Linked DNA regions of Mus musculus: all the other regions are linked to region 7. Evidence: chromatin contacts called from public Hi-C, HiChIP or PLAC-seq and promoter capture Hi-C data. All regions are on one chromosome and are shown on one strand. The core of a region is the stretch at or near the end of the contact, and the rest is flanking DNA. Distances in the headings are between cores, read along the strand shown. Region 1 overlaps Agap1 (ArfGAP with GTPase domain, ankyrin repeat and PH domain 1). Region 2 holds the start of Agap1 (ArfGAP with GTPase domain, ankyrin repeat and PH domain 1). Region 3 overlaps Agap1 (ArfGAP with GTPase domain, ankyrin repeat and PH domain 1). Region 4 holds the start of Atg16l1 (autophagy related 16-like 1 (S. cerevisiae)). Region 5 overlaps Agap1 (ArfGAP with GTPase domain, ankyrin repeat and PH domain 1). Region 6 overlaps Agap1 (ArfGAP with GTPase domain, ankyrin repeat and PH domain 1). Region 7 holds the start of Arl4c (ADP-ribosylation factor-like 4C).

Evidence for each region. Promoter capture Hi-C pulls out the DNA fragments that hold promoters and counts their contacts. Hi-C and Micro-C count contacts between places; a contact is called where the count stands out from the background. HiChIP or PLAC-seq counts read pairs in DNA pulled down with a chosen protein or histone mark.
Region 1: a contact with region 7 is called in an H3K27ac HiChIP or PLAC-seq map of bone marrow-derived dendritic cells, with 22 times the contacts expected there. The contact joins the enhancer-like site here to the promoter of Arl4c in region 7. A contact is called at or near these places in 8 of 39 promoter capture datasets (the 3T3-L1 cell line, 3T3-L1-derived adipocytes, the C10 cell line and 4 more), 2 of 484 Hi-C or Micro-C datasets (both in embryonic stem cells), 9 of 115 datasets of contacts at active chromatin or transcription factors (T-cell acute lymphoblastic leukemia, astrocytes, bone marrow-derived dendritic cells and 6 more) and 2 of 9 other capture datasets (adipose tissue and liver).
Region 2: a promoter capture Hi-C map of hippocampal neurons shows a contact between it and region 7, with 11 times the contacts expected there. The contact joins the promoter of Agap1 here to the promoter of Arl4c in region 7. A contact is called at or near these places in 8 of 39 promoter capture datasets (the 3T3-L1 cell line, 3T3-L1-derived adipocytes, cranial neural crest and 5 more), 1 of 15 datasets of contacts at CTCF or cohesin (the NIH/3T3 cell line), 2 of 484 Hi-C or Micro-C datasets (embryonic stem cells and stem cell-derived neurons), 8 of 115 datasets of contacts at active chromatin or transcription factors (the NIH/3T3 cell line, astrocytes, embryonic forebrain and 4 more) and 1 of 9 other capture datasets (adipose tissue).
Region 3: a contact with region 7 is called in an H3K4me3 HiChIP or PLAC-seq map of embryonic forebrain, with 4 times the contacts expected there. The contact joins the enhancer-like site here to the promoter of Arl4c in region 7. A contact is called at or near these places in 4 of 39 promoter capture datasets (the 3T3-L1 cell line, frontonasal cranial neural crest, hippocampal neurons and 1 more), 8 of 115 datasets of contacts at active chromatin or transcription factors (astrocytes, bone marrow-derived dendritic cells, bone marrow-derived macrophages and 5 more) and 1 of 9 other capture datasets (adipose tissue).
Region 4: a promoter capture Hi-C map of liver shows a contact between it and region 7, with 12 times the contacts expected there. The contact joins the promoter of Atg16l1 here to the promoter of Arl4c in region 7. A contact is called at or near these places in 4 of 39 promoter capture datasets (embryonic stem cells, liver and pre-B cells) and 2 of 115 datasets of contacts at active chromatin or transcription factors (bone marrow-derived macrophages and memory CD8 T cells).
Region 5: a contact with region 7 is called in an HNF4G HiChIP or PLAC-seq map of pancreatic cancer cells. The contact joins the enhancer-like site here to the promoter of Arl4c in region 7. A contact is called at or near these places in 8 of 39 promoter capture datasets (the 3T3-L1 cell line, 3T3-L1-derived adipocytes, cranial neural crest and 4 more), 8 of 115 datasets of contacts at active chromatin or transcription factors (differentiating embryonic stem cells, embryonic forebrain, embryonic hindbrain and 5 more) and 1 of 9 other capture datasets (embryonic stem cells).
Region 6: a Hi-C map of the MNK3 cell line shows a contact between it and region 7, with 5 times the contacts expected there. The contact joins the enhancer-like site here to the promoter of Arl4c in region 7. A contact is called at or near these places in 6 of 39 promoter capture datasets (3T3-L1-derived adipocytes, frontonasal cranial neural crest, hippocampal neurons and 2 more), 1 of 484 Hi-C or Micro-C datasets (the MNK3 cell line) and 8 of 115 datasets of contacts at active chromatin or transcription factors (the NIH/3T3 cell line, bone marrow-derived dendritic cells, bone marrow-derived macrophages and 5 more).

Annotation. Positions count from the first base shown.
Region 1 is chr1:89,572,828-89,576,576 of GRCm38.p6, reverse strand. The region is part of intron 1 of Agap1 (ArfGAP with GTPase domain, ankyrin repeat and PH domain 1); the gene reads right to left. The region is part of intron 1 of Gm41914 (a long non-coding RNA gene); the gene reads left to right. Among named protein-coding and RNA genes, the nearest start is that of Gm41914, 6.2 kb to the left of the region's middle. Within about 2 kb of position 1,411, at least 47 of the 459 cell types and tissues checked have an H3K27ac peak or open chromatin away from gene starts, as enhancers often do. A contact at or near this core is called in adipose tissue, bone marrow-derived dendritic cells, bone marrow-derived macrophages and 1 more, where this site is marked.
Region 2 is chr1:89,452,743-89,456,514 of GRCm38.p6, reverse strand. Agap1 (ArfGAP with GTPase domain, ankyrin repeat and PH domain 1) reads right to left here and starts at 1,704. Exons shown (of 18, transcript NM_178119.3): 1 at 923-1,704. The coding sequence starts at 1,085.
Region 3 is chr1:89,548,043-89,551,515 of GRCm38.p6, reverse strand. The region is part of intron 1 of Agap1 (ArfGAP with GTPase domain, ankyrin repeat and PH domain 1); the gene reads right to left. Among named protein-coding and RNA genes, the nearest start is that of Gm41914, 31 kb to the left of the region's middle. Within about 2 kb of position 1,290, at least 40 of the 459 cell types and tissues checked have an H3K27ac peak or open chromatin away from gene starts, as enhancers often do. A contact at or near this core is called in embryonic forebrain, neural tube and oligodendrocyte precursor cells, where this site is marked.
Region 4 is chr1:87,754,551-87,758,092 of GRCm38.p6, reverse strand. Atg16l1 (autophagy related 16-like 1 (S. cerevisiae)) reads right to left here and starts at 2,082. Exons shown (of 18, transcript NM_029846.4): 1 at 1,779-2,082. The coding sequence starts at 1,893. Gm33517 (predicted gene, 33517) reads left to right here and starts at 2,347. Exons shown (of 4, transcript NR_157047.1): 1 at 2,347-2,768.
Region 5 is chr1:89,512,561-89,516,227 of GRCm38.p6, reverse strand. All of the region lies in intron 1 of Agap1 (ArfGAP with GTPase domain, ankyrin repeat and PH domain 1), which reads right to left. Among named protein-coding and RNA genes, the nearest start is that of Agap1, 60 kb to the right of the region's middle. Within about 2 kb of position 2,182, at least 32 of the 459 cell types and tissues checked have an H3K27ac peak or open chromatin away from gene starts, as enhancers often do. A contact at or near this core is called in embryonic stem cells, liver and pancreatic cancer cells, where this site is marked.
Region 6 is chr1:89,601,312-89,605,231 of GRCm38.p6, reverse strand. Agap1 (ArfGAP with GTPase domain, ankyrin repeat and PH domain 1) reads right to left here. Exons shown (of 18, transcript NM_178119.3): 2 at 576-634. Among named protein-coding and RNA genes, the nearest start is that of Gm41914, 22 kb to the right of the region's middle. Within about 2 kb of position 2,166, at least 64 of the 459 cell types and tissues checked have an H3K27ac peak or open chromatin away from gene starts, as enhancers often do. A contact at or near this core is called in the MNK3 cell line, where this site is marked.
Region 7 is chr1:88,700,348-88,703,965 of GRCm38.p6, reverse strand. Arl4c (ADP-ribosylation factor-like 4C) reads left to right here and starts at 1,775. Exons shown (of 1, transcript NM_177305.4): 1 at 1,775-3,618. The coding sequence starts at 2,302. The coding sequence ends at 2,880.

The DNA.
Region 1 (3,749 bases), core at 162-2,661, 870 kb before region 7:
AAGCTTTATTTAGAGGAACCTCTTTGCAAGTCAGCAGAGGAATCGCCTGATTCACAGGCCAACTTTCCAAAAAACACAATTTGATAGCTAGTAATCAGGGTCACAGTCTCTTAGATGCTTGTCTGCTGGCAGCAGACATCACAACGCATGGTCCTTCCCTGGGCACAGATGCCCAGAGCCACAGAGAACTTCTTGCTGGGCTTTGGGAGCTAGCTTCTGGTAGCTGGCTGCCTGACAGGGCGATGCTGTATGTCATCTTCAGATCTTCTCAGCATGAGTCTCCATCCCATCAGGACGGCTGTTTCAGAGGACTTCTGATTTGAGATTTGTGTTCTGTGTACTGTCCCAGCCTTGGATGATGCAGTATGTGGGGACCCCAGCTTTCGTATTTTATAAGCTGAAGGTTGCAAATAGAATCTTGTCAGGCCTGTTATCCCAGAGACTCGAGAGGTTAAGATAGGAGGGACTGCTAACTTGAGGCATTTGTGGGCCACAGAAGTAGTTCAAGTTCCTCTAGGTAACTGAGCAAGACCCTGTCTCAAAACAAAAATACAGCCATAGGGTTTTGGCTCATTAATGGAATGTCTGCTGTCTAGCAGGTGCAAGGCCCTGGGTTCAGTCCCCATATCCAGCTCCCCCAAAGATACAGGGAGAAATGTGAATAAAGCACTGCTGAACCTGATGGCTTAGTCAAGAAGGGAGTGTATACTCCTCTTCAGGGCAGGGACATGCTGACTAAGCAGGAGGCAGGACCACAGGTCCTCTGAGCACCGACCGTCACGCTGCCTGTGCCATTCCTCATGGAGCAGCCACAAAAGTCAAGGCTGTCAACAGGCCAGAGACTGTGTGTGGCCAGACACCTGCTGGCAGTGTGCTTCTGTAAGCATTTCCATTGTGACTGGAGGTTCCTGGCTGTCACCTCAGTGACAATGTTACCACATTTTAGACACTAACAAGGAAGGAAGTCTGGTCAGGGAAACTTACCAAAACCAAATTTGGCTTGACTCCAGGACAAAGCGCTGCCCTCTACCTCCTGCTAGAAAGCAGCACTGACAGGACCAACGGGTAACGGTCCCCCAATGTGAGGGGAAAGCACAAGAAGTCTTAGTGCCCTGGTAGTATAGAGTATAGTCTAGCTCAGTCCCAGGGAGTCCTTGATGTCAGGTAAGCTCCACAGGAGGTGATACACACCCTACATGATGCAGTGGCCAGGACATGTATCCTCCAGCTGCAGAAGGCTGAGCCACCAAGCAAGGGAGACCTGTCAGTCCTGCTAGGTGCTGACTGACTTCCAACAAGAGGCCAACTGTTCACCTGCTGCTAGTGGTGTCTGTACATGGAGCTGGCCTGAGTACCAGTAAGGCTTGCAGGAAGGAGAGGAGGAACCTGCAGAGCAGAAGGTCAAAGAAGTAGGAAGCTGTTTGCTAAAAGGAAGCAAGTGCCAAGGGCTGAGAGCGGGAAGTGAACAGTGCCCACAGTACATGGCAGGGTGACACTGAGAGAAAGAGGTTCCAGGCCAGGCCCCCTCATTGCTGTGACATTCTGCAGGACAGTCTGTTGTTACAGAGCCTCCTTACAGGCAGCAGGCCTCTCCTCCTCCCACTTGATCCCAGTAATACCCTTCCTGACTATATCAGCAAAAATGTCTCTACGTGTTGGCAAATGACCCGAGGCCAAGACTGCCATGGGTGGGGCACATCTGCTCCAAAGGTGCAGACTCTACACTGAGCAGAAACTAGAGGTGCCTCCCAGCCACACTTTCCCACCTCTATGTGGGTGAACAGTAGCCACCATCTCTAGCTGGGCTTCCCACCTCTGCATGGGTCAACAGTGACCAGAGGCTCTAGCTGGGCTTTCTGTGAGAGAGACTGCCTTCTTTCCAGGAATCAGCCATAAAACAGAGCAGCAATAGTGAGATGCAGGTCATCAGATCACCCATCATCCTGTGACGATAGACAGGTCATCTACCAAATACTGAATGAACAAGTCTTGTGGCCATGAATAAAATGCTGGGGGCAATTTTGTAGATGTTTACAGCTAGGCAACAATACACTCATTTCATCTACAGATGCCCCAAGTTAGGTGTACAGGGGTCAGGAAAAGACCAGCACTGGGATGGTTTATATATGCTCAGCCCAGGGAGTGGCACCATTAGAAGGTGTGGCCCTGCTGGGGTAGGTATATCACTGTGGGTGAGGCCTGGAAGCCAGTATTCTGCTAGCAGCCTTCAGATGAAGATGTAGACCTCTCAGCTCCTCCTGCACCATGCCTACCTGGATGCTGCCATGCTCCTGCCTTGATGCTAATGGATTGAACCTCTGACCTGTAAGCCAGCCCCAATTAAATGTTGTCGTTATAAGAGTTGCCTTGGTCATGGTGTCTGTGCACAGCAGTAAAACCCTAAGACAAGCACTGACCAGCTTCTCCAAAGCCTCGGGATCCTACACTGTCACTGCCCACAGAGACGCCATCCTAACAGAAGCTAACAGAGCCTTCTGCAGAAGGGCCAGAGAGGGACCCAAACCCAGTCACAGCTTTTCAACACAGCCTGGAACAACTGAGGACAGTCCCAACCCCAGCTAAAACCGTATCTCCACCTACATGGACCAGCGAGAAGCTGTGGTTTTCTAGCATGCTCTACAGAGCATCCACTGTGAATAGCTTCACTACCACACATGGAAATGTTCTATGTGAAGAAGACTTAAGACATTAAGTCAGATCTATGAGCCATCACTTTACAGAAATGAATTCAAGCAACACTTAGCACAGCAGCTCCTACTTAAGAGTGACTCCCCAAGGACTCTACATGGCTACAACCACAGCATGCGGAAGGATTCCCACCCCATCTTCCCTCCCTCCAGCCTTCCCACACATCAGCTGTGTGCATGCAGCCAAGGAAAAGAAATAAGAGGCATCAACAAATGGGACACACCCCTCACTGGCTGTGAAGTATGTCCTAGTGTCACAGAAACTCTTTCCCTAGAGGGCTGGAAACATCTACCCCTTTCTTCAGCGCATCGAAGACAAGCCAAAGTAATGGCCCTATCACAATCCAGCCTGGAGGACTAATGAGTTCGTCAGGCTTTCTCATCGTGGATCACAAGTTGCTCACGGGAGGGTGGCTAACCCCAATACAGTTGCCCAGCAGAACGCCTTGCCCCAGCATGGATGATGCCTTCCCAACAGAGGCAGAGTTAGGTCTCCTTTCTGCTGGCCTTTCAATCTATAAACTCCAGTACCTGCAGAGACCCCAAGACCACATGCAAGTACAACAGAATTAGCAGTACACAGGACTAGCTTAAAGCACAGGACAGAGTGACTGAGATTCGGTGAGGATCCTCTAGGAAGGACCATCAAGAGTTAAAGAGGCCTGATCTTGAGAGTCACCTGCATGTAGAGGTGGCAGCTAGGCAGAGAGGAGGGCACTACTCAGCAGATGTTAGTAGAAAGCCAAGAAAGGAATCCTTGGGCCACCCCATCTTCCTACACCGAAAGGTTTAACAGGTTTTCCTGGCACTTACATGAAGATTGAAGTGAAGGCCCCAAATGATGCCCCGAGTCTGCACAGGTCCTGAGGAGCACATTTTGACAGTGACCACATCTGCATCCCAGGCTGGGCTCTCCCAGAGGGCTACTTGGAATTCTATGACCAGAGGTTTCAAGAGAGGATCCATTCTCTCTGTCTAAATGTCATGCCCTTCCCCCTTCCTCCCTCCCTGCCACTGTCAACCAGTGGATCATTTCAGTGG
Region 2 (3,772 bases), core at 455-2,954, 750 kb before region 7:
CATTTAGATGCCACCTGCTCCCCCAGGTAAATGATGGCAGGCCCGAAGAAACAACCCAAGGAAACAGGTCAGGCACCTAGTAGGAGAGAAACGGGAGCCATGGGTAGTCCAAAGAGAGCACAAGCCAGGGCAAAGCCACCGGCTCCATCCTCCCCTGCAGGGATACTGCCTTGCCTGACACTGGGGGCTCAAAACAGTGTTCTGTGCAAACACAGGCTTACAGGCAGCAAGATCATCCACTTTTCCGCCCCTTGGGTGGCTCCCAAGTAGCCGACGGATTAAAGTGCCCCTTTCAGCAAGACAGTATCAAGGTGTCCTGCCTCCCAAGAAGGGTTATAATTTGCCTCAGGATTTTAGTACAAAACGGCCAGCGTTTGTACAACGCCAGTCCGATCAGCACTGGGGCATGATACTGCCTGGGTCCCATTGGCTTCCTACATGTGCCACCTCCCCTGTATCCGCGAACTGGAGGGGGGGGGGGGTAGCCAGCCATGAAGCAACTGAATAAGCTGGCCGGAACAGCATCCCCAGCAGCAGCGCTTCTCAAAACACATCTTCAACGTCCACGAAAGACACTCAGGCCGGGCCTGATAACCTGTCAGGGATCCAGTGGCGCCATCCCAAGCAGCTGCCCCCAGGCGTCTGCTGGGCCCGGACGGGGCTTGCGGGCCGCCCCGGACGTAGCAGCACCGTGCCACTTTCTCACAGGAGAGACTCCATTGTCCATTATCAAATGAACGCTGACAACCCATCTTCCCTGGCTGACTGGCCGGCCTTGCGGGACAAGAGGCACCGCAGTGCTCTCTCCGCCGGGCAGCCGCGTGTGTACACACGCAAGCACACACGCGCGCACACACCCCGCCGCGCCAGGGGCGCCCGCTCCCCCGCGCTTTCCAGAAGCCCCGGGCGGCCTGGCCCTCACCTTCGATGGCGATGACGTGCTCCCGAATCTGGTTCTGCAGCACCGGCTCCTCCACGCGCTCCAGCAGCTCGTAGATGGAGTAGATGTTGGGGTGGACCGACTCGAAGCGCTGGATCTCGGCCCGGATGGCAGCCGAGTTGGCCAGCTGCTGCTGGTAGTTCATGGTGCAGGCGCGGCGCCCAAAGCCGCGCGCCCCCCGTCGTCGCCGCCCCGCGCCCCGGAGCCCCGCGGGCCACCGAGACCCGGGGCGCCGCAGCCCCCGGGGAGCACGGAGCCGAGGAGGCGCAAAAAAAAAAAAAAAGAAAGAAAGAAAGAAAGAAAGAAAGAAAGAAAAGAAAAGAAAAAGAAAAAGAAAAAGAAAAGAACGCTGAGGATGAAGCAGTAGAGGGGCTCAGTTCATAGCAGGGACCAGCGTCCCGGGTCAGCGGGCCGTCCGGGAAGACCGCGGCGCCATGGAGCGCGGCCGGCCGCGGAGGAGGCTCGCTCGGGCGCCTTCCCGCGCCGCAGCCGCCCGCACCCCTACACGCCGGCCGGCCGAGCAGCCATTAAAGCGCAGGCAGCACGGCGCTGCGAGCGCCGGGGCCGAGGCCCCCGGGCAGTGGCCGCTCTGCTCCGGGCGCACGGCTGCGGCTGGGTCCGCGCGCTTGTGAGTGCCGCGCTACCGCGCGGGCCGGGGCCCTCAGCTGCCCTGCGCCGTCCGCCAAGCCGGGACCGAGCTGTAGGCGCCTTGCCAGCCGCGGAGACCGCTCCGAGCGCCGCCCGCCGCTGCCCGGCCAGCCCCCTCCCTGGCACGCAGGGCTCTGGCCCACGTCGGCCCCGCCCCCGCCTGCGCTCGCCGCCCTCCGGCCGCCGCTGCGTCCTCGGCGGCGCTTCCCAGCGCGCCGGATCCCGGGGAATTGCGCCAGACCCCGCCCCGCGCTGCCTCTGGGCTTGCTGGGACTTGTAGTCCATCACGCCGGCCGGCCCGCGCGCGTGGGGTGCGCTGTGCGATCGCGTCGCAGCGCACTGGGCGGGCCCCGCGGGACGTCCGGATGCCGCTACAGCCCGCGGATCTGCGAGCTGAGAGCCCTGGTCCCTCTCGGTTATCCCTACTGCCCCGTGCCAGCCCCCGCGCCTCTGTACGGGGAAGGTGGCGCACGAGCCCGCCCGCCCGCCCGCGCTTTTGTTTGTTTGCCAGTTGAGCGCTTAAGGAACCTCTGCGACGCGCGGGGTCCCCTCCCCCCGTCTGGCAACTTTCTGCCTCCTTTCTAAACCCAGCAGGATAGTTACTTCCCTTCCCATGGGATACACGGGAGTCCAACGCTTCATCAATAAACTAAACCTGAGGCTGGGGTGGTAGGTGAGACGGAATTCCACGGGGGCTTCTAGGCTTTTCCACGAAAATGTTGCACAACTGAGTTGTAACCTCCACGCCGCAGCCCTCCGAGCGCCCGACACTAACCCCACTTTAGCCCAGTCCAGGAGCCCATGAAGCTAGACCGCACTGCAGCTGAGAGCTCATGCCAACGACTCCAAATGAATTAGATTGTTGTAGATTTCCAAGGATCCAGGACGAGTCCGAGGCCGTAAAGGTCCTGGGTCTATGCACTGTCTCACCATGCAGGGGTGTTTTATAAACAGCCCACATTCCTGATTCAAATGCCCTGGGCTTTACCTGGTTCAAATGCAAGCTAATGGGCAGCCCAGGGCCCCAGGCAGCCTAGCTCTTGGTTCTTGGAACTCTTCCGAGTTCCAGTGTTCCTCAAGCCAGTGTACTGTTCAGCCTTCCTTGTCCCTAACACAGCAGAGGCCCTGGCTTGTTCTGTGCCTTGCCTCTATCTTCGTCCTTAGCAGAAACACTAATAGAGATGCTGGCATGTGGGTTCATTCTACTGTTCGTCCCTACTCCACCTTGAAACCCCAACTCTTTGTGAAATAGTTCCAGGACTCCCCTGCTTCACATCTGGCTTCTCAATCTCTTTGGGGGTTCCTTTGTACTTCTCTAAGGTTTAAATATGGATGATGCTGGGAGTCAACCTTAGACCTGTTTTATTTGCCTCTCTTATGCCTTTGAATATCATATAGAGGTTGATGACACTAAATTTTCTGTCCCAGACCTATCCACCTGTCCCCTCCTCATCACATCCAACTTTTGGATTGAACATGACTTTTCTCCTGTTGGACATCCTGTAGTCTCAGCACTTAAGAGACTAAAACCAGAGGATTGCTGTGGACCCAAGGTGAGACTCTGCTTTAAAAATATAATAACAAAATAAAAATCAGACATCTTCCCCATACCTGTGAACCTCTTCCCACCCCAGTCCGAGGCAGTACAGACCTTTGTTCACTAATTTGAAAATGCAGTGTGTGGTCTTTTCTTCCCTTGTTCTCTTAGATCCCAGAATGTCAGCTCTGCCTTTGGACGGAGCCAGAATCTTCTCGCTTTCTGTCATCCTGCTGAGGCTTCATTATGTAGTCTCGGATTAGTGAATGAGACCTAACCTAGGCATCTTCCCTTTTCCTGTTTCCTCATTGACCAGTCTCAAGAAAGTAGTTCTAGTGAGCCTCTAGGCCATGGCTCTCCTCTGGTCACAGCTCTCCCTCCAACGCCACCCATCCTCCCTGGCTCCCCCAGCCCTCCTGGCTTGCATGCATACCACAAGCTGGGTAGAGTCTCCATTTCCACAGCTTGTGTTTGTTTTTATTTTGAGATTTACATATCTCTGGCTACTCTCAAACTTGCTGTTTAGCCAAGGTTGACCTTGAATTCTGATCTTCTTTCCTCATCTGAGCTGCATCTCCAGTGTGCATTATCCTACTAAGCTTGTCAATTGGTCTACCACAATCCCAAGGGACTGATTAGAAGACACA
Region 3 (3,473 bases), core at 41-2,540, 850 kb before region 7:
AGTCTGTAAGACACCACACCCCACACAGGGACACTTCTCAGCAACCAGGGCCCCACTGCTCAGCGCTGCTGAAGGGTGGGGTCATCCTAGAAAAATACTGACCAAGTAACTCCCCTAAAGGGTATCTTCTTTTCTGTCTTCTTTCTGACATGCTCCATGACCCTGTGACTGTTGAGATGACAGCATGGAAGAAAGGATGCATTTAACATATCTGAAGGCTCATAACAAATTTTAAAGCAACGTGCTTTCCAGGTGTATCTGTTACCAAGTTAATCCTTCTTCAGTCTAAAAGCAGAAAGAAGATGAAGCAAGTCACACTTACTAGCTCAGGGATGCAAAGCCCACTCGTCCATGGGTACCACTTTCTCCCTTGGGCTATCCTAGCCAAACAAGAATTACTAACCCACTTTCCAGCCAGAGACTCCAAGCATAGAAGGTCCAGTGACCTCTCCAGACACACACTAAATAAAGTCAAGGCCAGAAAGGCAGGGCCCAGAGGCTTTATGGGCAGCCCTGGGGCTGCTGGCGAACCCAGGAAGTAGCATCACAGAAAGGAACCATGGGAAGGCCAGTCCTCTGAAGAGAGTGCTCCATGGGCACTCTCATGACAAGAGACCTTGCCAGTCCCTTCAGAGGACAGATAGGTCAGGGCAGACATCAGGGCTTCTGATCTTCAGAGGACAGATAGGTCAGGGCAGACATCAGGGCTCAGTCCTCTCTTCCCCAGCCATGTCAGCAGCCTCTTTCCCTGGCCCTCATTCTGCCTAGCTTCTCCCTACAACTGTACAGCCCAGCTACTCATCCGTGCCCAGTGCCTCATCCTTTATGTGTTTCAAGTGTGAACTTCTGTTTACCTCTGTGATAGCAGTCTTTCCGAGCCCCCAGGCACACCCTGGATTCCCCTGGGATCTGGCAACACGGTCATCACCACAGACTTTGTCATCTATTTACGTTTAGAAGGAAACAGTTTCCACGTGTTTACTTGCAAGGGTGGTGAACCCTGATGCTGCCAGTCTCTAAGTCCTGTGGATTTCCCTTGCGCGTACTGCCTGGGCATCACTGACAGATTAGCATACGAAGGAGTGTCACTGGGGACCTGTCAAAATATTTTTTTGACAGGCTAAAGACGCATTTTACGACGGGATTCGCAGTTAGCAGAGGGTGGCTGGCAATATGTTTCTGCAATCTGCCCACCGCGCAGAGGCAGCTCTTTGTTTTGATCAGGCTGTGGCTCCGTCACTCCGTGTTCATACATTATGCAGACCCCAAACAGCAGGGCCAACACACAGACCTCGCTCAAATAATTAGGAGGAGGCTGCGGGGCTGAGCGTTGCCATGGCACCACAGGGAAAGATGGTCGCATTCCGAGAAGGATGAAGGCGACGAGAGCAGCTGAGGACAGCAGCGAATGAGCACCGTCACCTTCCATGAGACCTGCAGCAGAAATCACCCCATACTCCCCAGACCAACCCCCTAGTCCTGTATCTAATATGACTTAGAGACCACATGGACTTCCCAGAACGCACTGTGGGAAATGTTTATGCAGTAAGGCTATAGAACCCTATCTTGAACATCTTTTCAATGATATACAGAGAAATGTGGGGGAAGAATCCCACCAGAAAATAAAAAATACAAGGGCTATGTGATAAGTCTGTGGGCTTCTAAAAAATAACTTTCTCTTCGACACGTGTTTTGTTTAGCAGAAATATTTTTCATATAACTGTATTTTGAAGTCTCAAGTTCATGCCACGACCATAAGGCTAGAAAAATGAAATGTAAAACGGTCAGTGACATGGAGTGATGCGGTTGCTATCTTGCTTTAACAAGGCATAAAATTCCCTTGAGTAAGGGTCACTCATGAAGTCAGCCATGTCAGATGGTCAGTCATTTCTAACTCGTAAAAGCCCTATGTGGTCCCCATGTAAACTGGACACTGCCAGCCAATGTTCCTCTGCCCTTCTCTCCTCCCCAGTCAAGACCATCCCTACAGCCCACTGTCTTCCTCATTCTCCACAAAGCCAGCCATGTTGTATCTAATGTAAGAGACAGGTCGTCTGAGACCCAGCAGTCCTGTCCACCTTCCTTTGAAGATCCCAGCTTACTCTTTCCTCCCTGAACAACACAACTCCACCCACTTGCTCTTTAGCCAGCCCTTCCACCCAGCTTCCTTCCTGCCAAGCAAGTGTCCTAGAAGTGACGAGTCCCTTCTTTCTGTCTCACCACTGCACCTACACTCCCTCTGCTCATCTAAGGACACTGCTGGCACTCTCTGCTCCAACAGAATCTCCCTGCTCTTCAGGAGAAGAGCCGCAGACACAGGGCAGTAGTTCCCAACATGGTGGTTGACCCACGTATGCTGGACACTGGATCTGTCCTCTCCCTACTCACCGACCAACTGCCACACTGTGGGCTCTTTGTTCCCGTGTCCTACTGGACCTGCACCTTCTTCGCTCAGTAAAGGATGGCTAGAATTCCATCAGCTAAGGCCACTAGCTCCACCATTGCCTCTGCCGTCTTCCCACCTCCCACGCCACTTCCCTTCCTGGCGATCCTCTCCCTCCCTCCAGGGAAGAAGATTCCAGGACATGTGTCTCTCATTCTGATCCGACCTCCATTTTCCCTTGGCCAAAATTCAAAAACAACTTTCCAATCACTGAGGAAAATTATCAAGTATAACTATTTCCGGAATCAGCAGTAAATGAGTCCTAAAATCAAATCATTTCCAATGGGAAAGTGCACAGTAGACTGAAGCTGTGTGCACATGTATACACACACACACACACACACACACACACACACACACACACGAGTGTCACCAGGTAAGCTGGAGTACACCTGGGAACATGGCCACACTTCCATTTTCTTCCCCTTCGCAGTTAGCAGTGTCCAGTCCCCCAGGATGGTGTGACCTACCACGGCTGTGAGACAGTGCAGCGTAGACTGCTTTGAAACAAACACAGAATACACCTTGTTGAATATGACCTTCTGATATGTTGTGGATACTGGGTGTTCTGTAAATACAGAAAGCATCATAATGCTAAGAACAGACAATCTGATAGAAAACTAATGACAGGCGTAAACCCAAGGCCTCTAGGTAGACAAAGACACAGTAGCTTTATCTCACGCTCCATATTCCCCATCCCGCCTGGCTCCGCTGGCAGAAGCAGCTGGTCTGAGAGCCACCCTGGGAGGACCTAGCAACAGGGACGGACAAGGTAGTGAATGAAACACATGTCCTTGGACTAGACGAGCTGGCTCAGGCCATCCTGAAACCCTGAGGCAGCAGAGGCAGCAGCCGCTTAGTGCAGAACAAGCAGTCTAACAACCCGCCATTTCCCAATTAACTAATTTTCCATCCCCAAAATGTTTTGCTAATGTTTGCACAGCGAGGCAGTGCGACTCTCCATGTGTAAGCTGACACCCGGAGATGCCTTTGTTGTTCCCAACAGGGTCCATCAACAGGCAGAGAGGTC
Region 4 (3,542 bases), core at 833-3,332, 950 kb after region 7:
ATCCAGCACCTTCCCTAAACTGGCAAATACTAGTAACAACCTAAAATAGCGTGAACAGTAGGATTAGTTTCCTAAATTACAGCTTTGTAGTCTATCTAGTGCCTTCACTAGCCTAGCAAGTACAAAGATCCCACCCTCCAAAGTCTATAAACACCGAAAACTTCTTTCTTCTGTGGTTGTTGACAGATGTCCCAGATTCCTCTGCTCTAAGTAGATAGTATTATTTAAGGACCTGATCACCTGAAATTCATCTCAGCTCATCCCTCATTAACTTGGAAAGAATCTTCATTATTTAAAATATTTCCCATCTCTGACTGTTCCAATGGTTTGACACTCTCCTACCAATAGGTTATCCAGTTTTGAAATTTAAAAAAAAAAATCAAAACAAAACGAAAATGACTCAAGTTGTCTCCAAGATTATTATAGATGTTGTTTAATGCCCTTATATACACTCTATTTTTATGAAGCAGGCAGGGCATATCTTCACTCCCATTTTAAAGATGCACCAAACTAGAAATGTCTGTAAGGACCTAGTGAGATCTCTGACCCAATCTGTCAGATTTTAACTACATTATCTTTTAAAGAGAAACAAGAACGGAACCCATAAAACGTGTAAACAGATTCCTGGGCTACATTAATAGCCATTGCTCTCCCAGAGTGCAAGGAAGCAACACACCAGAGACAGCGTCCCTTTCCTGCTCTCCTTTTAAAGGGCTAAGTGCTGAGAAAGAGCCATTCCTCAGGAGAGCCAACAAAGGCAAATGCACAAGTGTCTTAAAACCAATGTCTAACCTCAGCCCCAACATTAACCCATACTGCAACTTCATCATCGTTGGCCTTGGTGCTTCATAAAAATTTAACATGAAACAATACATGCCAATTACTTAAAATGCTCAAACGTGTGTGCAAATCGAACCACTCAGGAAGCATAAAAAAAGTATGGGACTATTTTATCTTCTGTCATTTATACTGACTTAATTAGTCTGGAGTGTTTTTGATTGTCAAGTACATCCCCAGATGATTCTAACGTGTAAATAACTACTGATTTATCCCCATCAGAATGCAAATAGCAGTACTACGATTTCAAATCCCACTACCCGCAAAAACTTAGGAAGACTATGCCCAGGCTATCTCAGGAAGCAGATGGAACCTCAGGATCGAGGAGTGTCAACGCATTCGTTCAAATGTGAAACAGATTGGCTAAATTGGGAACACGAGGCACGAAAATGATCGTTGAGAACCCGCCTTAAGAATACAAGATACTTTCGATCCTTAAAATTCGCAAAGAGCGGCGAAGAGACCACTCTTTTTTTCTCACTTAAGGCTTTCAATAATAGCAAATGACCCAGTGGACAAATCCTAAAACTCAAATGTGTACCAACAATATGGAGAGGCCTGAGAAGTCAAAAACCACTAGTTCCACAGCATTCCGAAGAGAACGTCCATCTCTCGAGTTAATGCGTAAAGTCAATCTCTGTCTTGAACTCGATTCCTTAAACACGACGTTTTTGGAGCCTGACTACCTAAGTGCATCGGCGCCGCCTGGGTTATCGAGATTTACAACTGCAAACGATGTCTGTGGAAAGAACCTGGAAAAGGGGAACCCTCCATGATCGCGCCTAAGGTTTAAGCCAAAGAAGGAAGGTAAGCAACGAAAGGGCTCGAGACGTGCGGGACGCCAGGTCCCCGACGAGGCCGCCATGCGCGCGGGCGGAGCCGGGGTTCTCGCTGCCACGGCGCGTTCCACTCCCCGCCCCGGGCCCGCGCGTGCCGCTCACACTGCAGAATGATCTCCTCGAACGCCTGCCTCTGCAGTCGGTCCCGGCGCCTCAGTTCCTCCGCGATGTGACGCTTCCAGCGGGGAAAGTCTGCGGCGCGCAGGCCCGACGACATGCCGAACGCTGCCCCGGCGCCTCAGGGCGGCCGATCCGTGCCGACACTGGGGGGCTGCAGGCTGCAGCGTGCTGCCAGCCGCCAGCGAACAGAAGCCGGCCGCCGGAACCTCACCTTCCCACACAGGGCACCCGGAGGCGATCCGGGAAGATTTTCCGGTCTCTGCCGGAAATTATTCTGGAGAAGGCCGGAAGGCCCGCCTCGTAGCCCGACGTCCTAGGCCGCGCGCAAGCTCCCGGCCGAGACTTCGCGGGACGCTCTCAAATGACGCAACCTTGAAGCCGGAAGCGTCGGTGATGAGAGGCAGCCGCTGGGAGGCACCCTGGCTTCGCGGAAGAAGACAGGAAATGGGGTGGTTTTGTCCGGGGGTGTCTGTTTCCTTCCTCCTTTTACATTGTGTGTGCATCTTTTTTTTTTTTTTTTTTTTTTTTTTTTTAATTTCAGCTCAGAAGTGGGAGCTCCCCTGTGTATAGTGAATGATTGTCGTTGAGTGACAACCTCCCTAAGTATTAGGTGCCTAACCTGTAAAATGGGGGTAGTAATGGTATTTAACCGGAAGGTGAAAAGCCGTGAAATGTAATTTCTCTCTGCTGCATGGCAAAACTGTCTTCACATAGACAACTGCGTCCCTCCAAGACCTACGCAAACTGAATTTTAGCTCATGCCTGTGTGTGCCTTCAAGGCTGATCTCAAACACCTAGACTCAAACCATCTTTTTGGTCTTTTGGTTACTACGCTCTCAAAGGATATGAATCAATTGAGAGACACAGTTTAAAGAGAAATTTAGCAAAGTAAACACGCCAAAGAGAGGAGTGGATTTTTTTTTAAAAGATATCTTTGTTGGGGATTTATTTTTTTTTCTTAATGAAAAGGAGGTGAGTAGCATAATTCATGGAGTAAGGCCACCCATTTCTCTCTCAAAACAAGGAAGATTGGTTCAACCTTTTAGGGTACTTCTGGTTTTCCAGAAAAGCCCACAGGTTGAGGCTGGAGGAATGCAGACTGTAAACTCATACACACACATACTCACACACACACACTCGCCGTGGAGCCTTGGGTAGTATTATTATCACTTTTTTTTTTTTTTTGAGATTCACAATTTTTCTTTATATACATTTCAAATGCTATCCGGAAAGTTCCCTATACCCTCCCCCCGCCCTGCTCCCATACCCACCCACTCCCACTTCTTGGCCCTGGCATTCCCCTGAATTGGGGCAAATAAAGTTTGCAATACCAAGGGGCCTCTCTTCCCAGTGATGGCCGACTAGGCCATCTTCTGCTACATATGCAGCTAGAGATACAAACTCTGGGGGTACTGGTTAGTTCATATTGTTGTTCCACCTATAGGGTTGCAAACCCCTTCAGCTCCTTGTATGCTCTCTCTAGCTTCTCCACTGGGGGCCCTGTGATCCATCTTATAGATGACTGTGAGCATCCACTTCTGTATTTGCCAGGAAGACAGTTATACCAAGGTCCCTTCAGCAAAATCTTGCTAGTGTGTGCAATAGTGTCTGAGTTTGGTGGCTGATTATGGGATGGATCCCCAGGTGGGGTAGTCTCTGGATAGTCCATCCTTTTAGCTCCAAACTTTGTCTCTGTAACTCCTTTCATGGATATTTTGTTCCCTATTTTAAGGAGGAATGAAGTAT
Region 5 (3,667 bases), core at 933-3,432, 810 kb before region 7:
TATTCACACCCCCTTCATCCTGAAACTGGTCACACCCTGTGCATCCTGATCTGCCAACAGATGAGCAGCCACTGCCACCTACACCCTGGGCATGGACTAAGTCCCTCGGCCCCTTCCACTATAGTGGCCGCCAGCTCTCAGAAACCTCGACCAAGAACAAAGCTTTCCTCCCCAACACTGATTCTGTCCAGTTGTCTAGTCACAGGAGTACAAAGTACTGAGTAGTTGGATCAATCGCTACTGATGAAGCAACCCAGACGTAAACACGTGTGCTCACAGCTGCAGATAATACACATGAGCCTCATCTCAGCAGACAGGTTATGTGTTTAGTAAAACAACAATAGCATCTCAACACACAATTACCTCAGTCCACCTGCACCATCCCACCAAGGGATGCCCCCCAAGGGATGTCTCTGCTGCCCCCCTCCCGCTTCCTGTCTGGTGACAGAAGTAGAGTGGACTTAATGGCTGGTTCTTACTTTTTGCTTTTCAATTTTATTATTTTAGATTATTTTATTTCACTCATATGAATATTTTGCATAGATACATGGATGTATACCACGTGTGTGCCTGGTGCCCACAGAGGTCAGAAGAGAGTGTAGTATCTCCTGGAATTGGAGTTAGAAATAGTTCTGAACTACTATATGGGTGCTAGGGATTGAATCCAGGTGATCTACAAAAGCCACAAGTGCTCTTAACCACGGAGCCGACTCTCCGCTCCCTTCATGGCAGTTTCTGGAATGAGCATCCACACGGATGCTCACCAGTCAAGCTTAAGAAGGCTTAAGGGGCAGGTTTCAAAACACATTCACTAACTAACTTCCCAGCACAGACTCCTGCCAGGAACCAATAGCAGCTTTTAGAGACTTCTGACCTAACACCAGTTCCATGGGCTAAAACCCCAGGATATCCACATTGAGACCCCAGGGGACCTGCAGGAAGCCCCATGACAACAGAGAGCAGGCCTCTAAGTGAAGAAATTGTGTAGGCATTGGGGAAAGCTGGACAGATCACCAAAACCTCTGGAGCTGGCTCCAGTCCTAGGGCAGAAGGTGACAACCTCCCAGCTAGCTGGCCTCAGGGATGGGCACTGCATGTAAACGAATTTTAGAACATACATTGCACAGGGTAAAGCGGCCAGCTCTACCATCTCAGAACTGAGCCATCACTCCTGACTTCCTACTGTACAGCGGCCAAGCTCACCCAGGGGGTGACTGGCTGCCTCATCTACATACATCCTCATGCAACAGTGGACCTGGACCTTGAGACCAACAGCCTTGTTTCCAAACTTACGTTTCCTTCTGACAGTAATTACAGAGCTTAACTAAGCATCATACCAGCTGCTCGATGAGTTTTAATAAGACTAACTGCAATTATATCGTCTGACAAAACATTGCATACATGGACTAAATCACTTCAAGAATGGTTTTCCTCTGCAGAACAAATAGGAGGATGTTGGGGAAAGACTTGATGAAGATACCTTACCTTTGAAAACAAGGCATCTGCAGAGGCATAGGCAAGAGCACTTAGAAGCCTGAATGGGGACAGTGGCGGCCACCAACCAGGAGCTGCTTGTTTATTTACATACATTCATCCATACCCTAAAACAACCACAGTCTGCACCAGGCGGCTCCCAGGCTTGGTCCCTCTCACCCTAGCAGCACATGCTGAGCACACAGTAGGTCCTCATTACGGGCAAAGTCAACAGTGGGACTGTGAGGTCTCTAGAAGGCAAGTCATATTCCAGGCCCAGATGCAGAAGGTGGCTATTCCTCAGGCAGGTGAAGTCTGAGCTGGGACGAAGGCCTTGCTGTAGACAAAGGGACAGGAACAAGCACAGACAAGCAAATCACAGAGCAGGTGATGGGCAAGCTCGGAAGAGGAAGGATAATCCAGCATAGGGTTGGGAAGCCAGGAGACTTAGGGTGTGGCACAGGTGGGAGAACCCAGATATTGATGGACACCAGTCCCATGACATGGAGAACATCCCTAGGGGAGAGCAAGCAGAACACAGGAAGGTTCAACTGATGGTTTCCATAGGGGAAGCCTTCAGGCCAGGGCTGTCCATAGGCCAAATGCCATTCCCAAAATACGCTTACAGAAACCCTGAGTCACAAGGCACAGCTGGGTTCTGGCAGCTGGTATAGCCAGTTGACACAGGACAGGACGCAGTCTCCCCAGGAGCTCAGTATGTTTCCTCATTGACGTCGTCAATCAAAGCACATTGTTCTGACCCAGTCAGTCACCAGCTATGTCCCACTAAGGCCAACAGCACATGTCTGGGCAGAACTCAGACCTGTCCAAGATAGGAAGTCACTTTCCCTTCCCTGCGTGCTGACTGTACCCTTGGGCATGTAAACAACCCATCTCTAGAAGAGAGGCCTTCACAGGCCCCATGTTTCACAAAGGTCTTATGGTGTGCAAGAAAGCCTGGCAGGCTGTGCATACTTGTGATCCCAGCACTCGAGAGTCTGAAGGTCAGTGTAGACTACACAGCAAGACCTTGTAGTCCAAAACAAAAGTAGCGGAAAGCCAAGGTTTGCAGGATCAGATATCAAGTGTACATGGTTGTTAACACATCAACTGTGGTCGCACACTGTCCTAATGATGGCAGTAGTCCACAGCTGTGGTAAGGTCTCCGCAGCAGCACATGGCTGGCTCCCAGGAGTCAGGAACTCCTTTTTGGTTTTGTTTCCTTTATGAGACAGGGTCCCACGCGGCCTCCAGCAAGCTCTGTAGCAGAGAGGACACTGCCTCCACCTCCTGAGCGAGGATAAGCGGTAACAGGTGTGAGCCACCACACCCAGGGTTTCCTGTACTGTCGGCAAGCACCTGGCTACCTGAGCCATGTCTCCATAAGAATGAATTGTTAATTGAATTTAAGTAGCCAGAGGTAGCTAGTATCTGCTACACGGTAAGGCGCTGAGCTGGGTAACACCTACAGAAAATCTCCAATGTTCTGCTATAAGCAAAAGACACCTAATATGTCTCTGTAAGAGAACAGATAGAGCCAGCATGGTACTGTATACTTGTGATCCCATCACTGAGGAAACAAGCAGAGGCAGGAGGATTGCTGCAAGTTCCAGGCCAGTCAGGGACATACAGCAAAGCTTTTTTTTTTTTTTTCAAACATACAATTTTTTTTTACAAGTTAATAAAAAGGTAGACAAGAGAGGAGACACTGTGAATGTAACAGTTGAGTTTAAAATCCAAAACTACACCAACTGGGGGAGGATATGGGGGAAACGGGGTCAGCTCAGTGCTGCCCACAATGCCCACACAGTGCATATGAAAGCAATCACTGTGAGTTCTTTCCATTCTCGGTGCGTCTGAAATGCTCAAGAATAAAATCTTGTAGAGGCTAATCATCCAGTAGCCACAGGTCCTTGTAAAGCCTTCAAGTCTAAGTCACAGGAGGCCATTCCACCCAGGTCAGGGAGAAGTGTCTTCACAGCCACATCACCGACATCATCCGTGTAATTACGCTGGGCAGGGGTGAGCCCTGAGACTGCTGGGCCAAATGCTGAGATGCAGAATGCTAATGAGGTGAGTGCCCTCTTGCTTCTGAGAAAGAAACACAGGATTCAGAGGGTCTCCTTCCCCACCTTGGTTTACACATACCACAGGGCCAATGACATGTTCACACTTGTTCCTAGGTGACAGTCCA
Region 6 (3,920 bases), core at 917-3,416, 900 kb before region 7:
GGGAGGGAAGGAGGGAGGGAGGGAGGGAGGGAGGGAGGGAGGGAGGGAGGGAGGGAGGGAGGGGCGGGCAATGGAACTGTGCTTGCTGCAGGAGGCGACTGCAATGAGAAATACTCCCTGAAGCCAGCTATAAGCTTTAACTCCACCAGAAGCTGCTTCTATTAAAAACAGAACTCTTGACATATGCCAAGAATTCGTAATTGCATATAAACAGTCGTTACTTTTTTAAAATTATGACTTCTGATGGCTTCTTACAGAGGCTGTCATAATGCCCAGCAAGGGACAGGTCGATCCCCGGTGGCATTAGTAGAGTAGTCTATGTGTGAGACACAGAGCAGCATGGAGTCGGGCAGGGAAGCGTTGGTCCTGTACATAATGGCTGCTATGGCTCAGCTGGGCACGCTCAAGGCTCTAGCTCCTTCTAGCCAGTGATGGCCTTTTCCCAGTACACACTCCCAGATGGAACATGTCCTACCTACAGGCCTCAGGAAACAGAACTCCATATGGGCAAGCTTGCACACTCCCATCCTGCTTATTCTAGCCCCCCACCTCCCAAGGCCAGAGATGCCACTCACCACTTTGAGCTCCGGTACCGATCGGCTGAGTGTCCATTCCTGGCTGTTCACGAAAGCATCTGTAATAGAGGATGGGAAACGTGAGGAGACATGCCACAGAACTCACAGAAGTCAAAACATTCCCTAGATATCATTTTTGGTAGAGGGACCACCTAAGCAGGGTCATACCAGCCGCCCATGTTACAACTACCCTGGAGGCCAATACTTGCCCAAGTTCACACATTGTCTGGCCTCAAGGCTGTGGTGTATAACACATACTGCACTCAGCAATGCCAAAGGCTCTCACCCTGGCCCTTACTCCCTCACTCCAGCTCCAGGCCTTCCTAGTGTCCACAGCAGACCTGAAGGCTGTCCTGGTTCTCAGCACAATGTAGAAAAACAGAGGCAGGAGCCTGATTTGCCTGGGCCTGACTTGGTGTCAAGCTAGATTTTCATCTGTTTTTTTTATTCTACTGAAACAGTTACTTTCCTGAAATCTCTCTCTCTCACACACACACACAAAGGATATAGACAATGGCTAGAGCCAGCAGCAAGATTGCAGGGTGCAGAATATTTGGATCCTCAGAAAGAAACCAGACAGCTATTCAGCGAGGGTGACTCGGGACAGGTCAGGAAGAGAGGGCCCCTCAGTACTGAGGGACTCAAGCAGGCTGCCTTACACCTCTCCACCTCACACCCAATATCCCGCTTTGGCTCACAGGATTTTCACGTTTCCCGTGTGCCACCGCCTATCAGAAACGATAGCCTGAGGTAGTCAGTACCTACTGCAAGCCAGTCACAGGTTTCATGTCTCTTTCCAATATAGCTCACTCGTTAATCTTCCTCAAATGCTGACTCCTGTTACCTCTTAAGCTGTCCAAAAAGCAAAGTCCCCCACAACACATTCAAGGTCAAGTCAGTCATCGTGCTCAGGAGGATGCTTGGTACTCAGACCCAGCAGGTGTCAGGGCTGGAAGCCATGGCCTGCTTCTCCTCTGTCGGTGGCTGGAAAGGGTGAGGGGTGCCAAGCAGGCCAGGAAGACAGTCCCCTGACACCAAAGAGGCTGCAACCAACACAGGACAGACATCCCTGGCCCTGCACTGACCTAGAAACCCCCATGTCTAAGGAGCCGAGTCACCCAGAGGAAGGTCTCTGCTCAGAGAAGCTAAATCAGGAGCACCGGGTGACCTGCAGAAGCTACAGAAGACAAGACACATCCATACTGTAGCCTTGTGTGACATCTTTGCAGAATGTTCATTTTTGTGGCAACTAGGTTAATAAAATAGTTGACTTAATAGAAGGAGGGGGAAGGGAGGGGGAGGGAGACGGGAAAGAAAAGAAAAGAAAAGAAAAGAAAAGAAAAGAAAAGAAAAGAAAAGAAAAGAAAAGAAAGACTAAAGAATCGACACAGTTTCATCATGAAACCTTTCTTTAAAAAACAGGGCCCAGTCTGAAGGAAGGCAAGGCTGGCATGGCTCAGGGCCAAATGAAAAGTGACACATGCTTTAGTCAAAGACGTCTGCACCACAATCTCTGTCACCTTCCTCTGTGTGGTTTCTCAGCGACTGAGCCTTGTGCCACAGACAGCAATGGAAACACAAGCTACACAGCACCCACACAGAAACCTCCTCACCCAGCGGGGAGAGGGGGCCGAGGCAAACCACAGCTCCTGTCTCTCTCAGGTGACGACAGAGCAGCTGCCTGGCTGCTTCAAAGAACGACTCAGGGCATGTCTGCATACACTGCCCAAGGACCTTCCCAGTGGACAGAGCCTGAAGGCACAGCTGTTTGTGGGCTTTCTTATTACGCACATAGTAGGCCCAAGATGGATGTCCTGCGCTGAATGAAGCTGGTATGATATGATGCACGCCTGCAATCTCCGCACTTGAGAGGTGGGACCATAAGGATCAGAAGTTCAAGGTCCTCCTAGGCTACACAGTGAGCTCAAAGTCAACCTGACCACCCCGACTCAACACCCTCACCAAAAACAAAGACCCAGAGGAAACTGCGGTGCCCACTTAACACCTCACTCCATGGAATACAAGAAGGAAACACATTCACAGGCACTGGTTTAGATAAAGTACTACTGCACTGCAATTTAACAGTAGGGCAGAGATTACACTGGTGGGCGTGGGTAGCCCACTGAGCCTTCTGCTAGGTGTGGGTCAGGCTGCCTGGCTCCTGTTTGATGCCACAAGTGACCTCCACTGTGGCTTGTCATTCCTCATCACAAACCAAGCACGGCTTCGATTACCACCCCCCCCCCCTTCTGCAGTGCAGTGCAACCAACACAGGGCCTCCACACACTAGACAACTGCTCTAACACCAAGCTATGGTCCCAGAACTTAACAGTCTTTAGTCAGCTCAACAAAGGAAAAAGTGGGTGCTGGGTCCTGACCTCCCTCCTGTGGTGACAGGCTACAAGGACTCCAGGTTAGACATGTAAAATGTGACATCAGTTCCTTCACTAGTCTCGTTAATCATGACAGTGGGTTATGAATGATAGCCAAGTGGACAGAATAAAGGTGCAGGGACTGTGCTACCCACATGGGCTCCAAGATTCATGAGGACACCTCAACTACCTCAACTGTAGCTTGTGCTAGCAGAGGAAGCACACAGGAAGGCCAGAGGATGAGCTTCAGGGGTCAGGGCTGCCTTCATGCTCCTTTTGAGAAGCCCAAAGGTCAGCTCTTGCCCCACAGGAGACCTGTTTCAGCAAGGGACACCATACATCTCCACAGGGCCCATCCACTTTAGGGACACAACAGTGCCATCAACTCCACTGCGCACAGATGCAGACAACAGCCTCCCTAGGCCTCTGCCTGGACTTCCACTAACCTCAGTTCCTCCTGGCTACATCCAACTCCTGGTAGAAACTAAGGAGCATGGAGGCCAAAGGCACCCTGAACCTCCCTGAACCTTCCTTTTCCTGAGAGGCCTTAGGCTCATTCAGAGCAAAGCCCCATTGCCTACTACAGGGAGCAGGCCACCAGCAAGGATGGAAGGCAGAGCAGAAAACAGGTCGCTGGTAGGCTTTGTCCCTCTGATGGCTGGTCTCTGTCTATGAGACAAGCTAGAAGTACAGGTCAGAAGAGCTTGAGCAATGATGATGTCACACGGTTCAACCCACGGCACCCAAGCATGGTCACATGGGCAGAAATCAGCATGATGTCATCACAAGCCTGTCAGATCTCCACAGCATCTTAAACGATCGAAGATCCTATAGTGAGCAGGGCCCAGCTGGACAGAAAATAAGGAAGGTGGCTGACTGATGGATGAACTTGAACTGGGGCAGCCGGAACCCACCGGGTCCTCACCTGTAGCCTGGAGGAGCCTCCTTACAAATGGCGAGTTTCTAAGAAAGC
Region 7 (3,618 bases), core at 526-3,025:
CAATCCAAGTATTGGATCTGAAGCAGACGAGGCAGGCCAAAGAAATGTGTGTTCTGAACTTTTGTTGAAGTTGAACTTTTGTTGAAGGCCCTTTCCTTCTAGGTCCCAAACAAAAGGATGTGAGGCCACAGGAGTTAAAAGGATGGGCACAGAGGGAAACTGAGGACGGGTGAAGATTTGGCCTAGTGTCTAGTGGTGAGCTCCAGGATCCAGCCATGCCAGAAGAGAAAACCCTTATCCTAAACATTTTCCATGTATCCAGAACTATATTAATGTATTTATCACTTTGCCAACTCAATTTGAGATTAATTTGAGACAAATTTTTGTGCCCCTGTTTTTTTTTGGGGGGGGGGGGGAGGGGGTGCCCATTGGAAAGCATCCCAGAACCAATGCATCACTGATCTTAGGCAGGCTGTCTGCACTGAGGTCCCCTTAGCAAGTACCAGCACACAGACCTAAATTTCCTCCTCTAGCAAGCTGGACAGGTAATCTGAGTGGACCTTGCCAGCACCAACATCCATCACCAGTCCCTGGGCTTGAGTCTAGCTGGTGGAAGCCTAGACTGGCTTTTGGAGTTGTGAGAATTAAAAGATGGAATTGAACAGGTGTGATTTTTCTCACAGGCTTTAGTACAAATGAAATCATGTATTATAACAGCATTAGAAAGGAAGGTTCCTCTCTCTCTCTCTCTCTCTCTCTCTGTGTGTGTGTGTATATATATAATTTTTAAGATCACAAATGATAAGCATTTTTATTTTCTTTCCCTGGATTACATTTGCAACCTTTTCTGACCCAGAAGCCTGACCTACACAAATGTAAACCATTTTCCCCTTGGCTGTCATCTCTAGTTCCCATCATCATCAAACCTGTGTCACTCATAATCACCCCCCCCCCGACTTCCCTCCACATGCAGAAATAATATTCATTTGCTACGTTTTACAAGGTAGGATAAAACCACTGAATGGAGTCACGAAATGGAACCCAGAAAATATGTATTTGTGACTCATCACACCACCAGCTCCAAGCTAGCTAGGGTCTTCTAGTGACCTAGCTTTCCTGAAGCCTGGTCAGGTGATTTGGACCTCCCCCATCCCCTACCCTCACCCCATCCCTGGTAGGTTCTCAAGGTAGAATGACAAAGGTTGCTTTAAGACTAACCTAATCTGGGATGTCAGCAGAGTGGAGGGGGTGGGGAAGGGGTGGGGAAGCATAAAGCAAGGCTCCAAAATGGGTGTCTGAGAAAGAAATGTCTGGAGTTATCTAGGCAGGTGGGTGGTAGGTAGTCTTAACTGAGCCTCCTGGGCACACCCTAGACTTAGGGAGCATACGCATCAAGGAAGAATAGGGACCAAGACACTAGGGCACCAAAGAGCGTGAAACCACGCGGTGGAAATGGATTAGGAGTGGGCAGCAGCAGGGCTGCAGGCTCAAGGAGGTCAGCTCCTCTCCTCCGCCCTCCTGCGTCGGTGCCGCAGTCTCACCGCCCTAGCCCTCTGCAGTCGCTGCCTTTGCCCGGCCAGCTGCGGGCTAGGCCCCGGGCGGGGGTTCCGGAGCCCGGAGCTATTTTTAAAAGACGCGTCACCGGATTGGGGAGGAAGAGTCCGCGTCCAGGCCCACAGTCGGCGCGCGGCCGGCGGGAAGGGTCGCCTGGGCGAGTTTCGAACGATCGGAGCGCGCGAAAAGACGCAACCGACCGAGAAGACCCCGCCTGACCCCGGGAGACCGCGGGGCGTGGCGGGCGAGGGGCGTGGCCTGTGGGCGGGACTAGAGGGGCGGGGCCGGCGCCCTCCGGCCGCAGCAGGCTGGTGGCGGCGGCGGCGGTAGCAGCAGCGCCTAGTACTGCAGGGACAGCAAGGCAGCTACGCTAACTCGGACGCCGGGGAAGCCCGCGCCCCGCCTGCGCCTTTGCGGCGCTCCCGGGAGCCGGAGCTAGAGCAGCTCCGAGGTGCGCCGAGACCAGAGGCTGCTGCAGAGCCGCGGTGCGGGAGAGCCGCAGGTCGAGCCGGGCTACCGCGCAAGGCGCAGACATCCTACACCGCGGCGTCTGTCCGTGGCGGCTGCGCGAGAGACAAAGCCTCCGGAGAAAGATGCCCGCGGAGCACGCACCAGGCGGGCCAGGGAGCCGGCCCCTCCGAGCCTAAGCGCGCCTGGCCGTGCGCCGCGGGGACGCCGAGACCCCACCGGGTCCAGCAACGGGCGGGGCCCAGGTGCGCCCGGCCGCAGAGGGCCTGTGACTGCTCGGGGGGCGGCGCCCTCCCGCCGCAGCCGCAGTCGCAGTGGCCGGCGCCGCAGCGAGGAGCCATGGGCAACATCTCCTCCAACATCTCGGCCTTCCAGTCTCTGCACATCGTTATGCTGGGCTTGGACTCGGCCGGCAAGACTACGGTGCTCTACCGGCTCAAGTTCAACGAATTCGTGAACACTGTGCCCACTATCGGCTTCAACACCGAGAAGATCAAACTGAGCAACGGCACTGCCAAGGGCATCAGCTGCCACTTCTGGGACGTGGGCGGCCAGGAGAAGCTACGGCCGCTGTGGAAGTCCTACAGCCGCTGCACGGACGGCATCATCTACGTGGTGGATTCGGTGGACGTGGACCGGCTGGAGGAGGCCAAGACGGAGCTGCACAAGGTGACCAAGTTTGCGGAGAACCAGGGCACACCGCTCCTGGTTATCGCCAACAAGCAGGATCTGCCTAAGTCGCTGCCGGTGGCCGAGATTGAGAAGCAACTGGCGCTGCACGAGCTCATCCCGGCCACCACCTACCATGTCCAGCCGGCGTGCGCCATCATCGGCGAGGGCCTCACCGAGGGCATGGACAAGCTCTATGAGATGATCCTGAAACGCAGGAAGTCTCTCAAGCAGAAGAAGAAGCGGTAATGCGCTAGAGCAGCGATCTGGAGCAAGGCTGAGCGAGCAAGCCAGTGAGTGAATGAATGGACGTCTGGGTTGAGCGAGAACCCGCGAACAAAGACAACGAACCAAAGCGATGATTCGAATTTTTAAAACACGATCTCTGTATCCAAATACAGGACTTGGAGACTTAAGCCGGGTGTGGAGGCTGCATAGCCACCCATCTCGTCACCTGCCCCACCCCCCCACCCCAGCTCAGAGGACCTTTTGTCTATAATGCTTGAGCTACCGGTGGGATAGGGTGGGGGGGACCGGTGGGGAGTGGACGTGAGGACGCAAGGGTCCCGTGGTGTGCCCTCTGGCCCCAGGTGGGAAGCTTGGATGTCAGAGAGACAAAAGCGATTTCTTCTTGCTCCAGCAGGGCCAGAAGTTCAGACTGCCCAGCCCCCACTGCGGGGGGGAATCACGTGTGAGTTACCTGAGGTATGCAGTTCACACAGAACCCTGGGGGGGGATACCCGAAAGGGGACGGGTAGGCGCTGGAGTGTACTGATGGGAGGGTGGGGATGACCGCTCCTTTCATTCTGGAGCTATGGAAACTGAGTAATTTTATGGCACAGGGCAGGTCCCTGTTGCGATTTCATTTGTCCTACTCTGGGCCCAAAGGAGGTGGTGGTTTGAGGCCATCCAGAGGACTGCCTCGGACCATGCGGCAGCTGGAAGGCCCAGGATGCTGTGTTTCTGGACTTGGCTGGGAATGGCCTG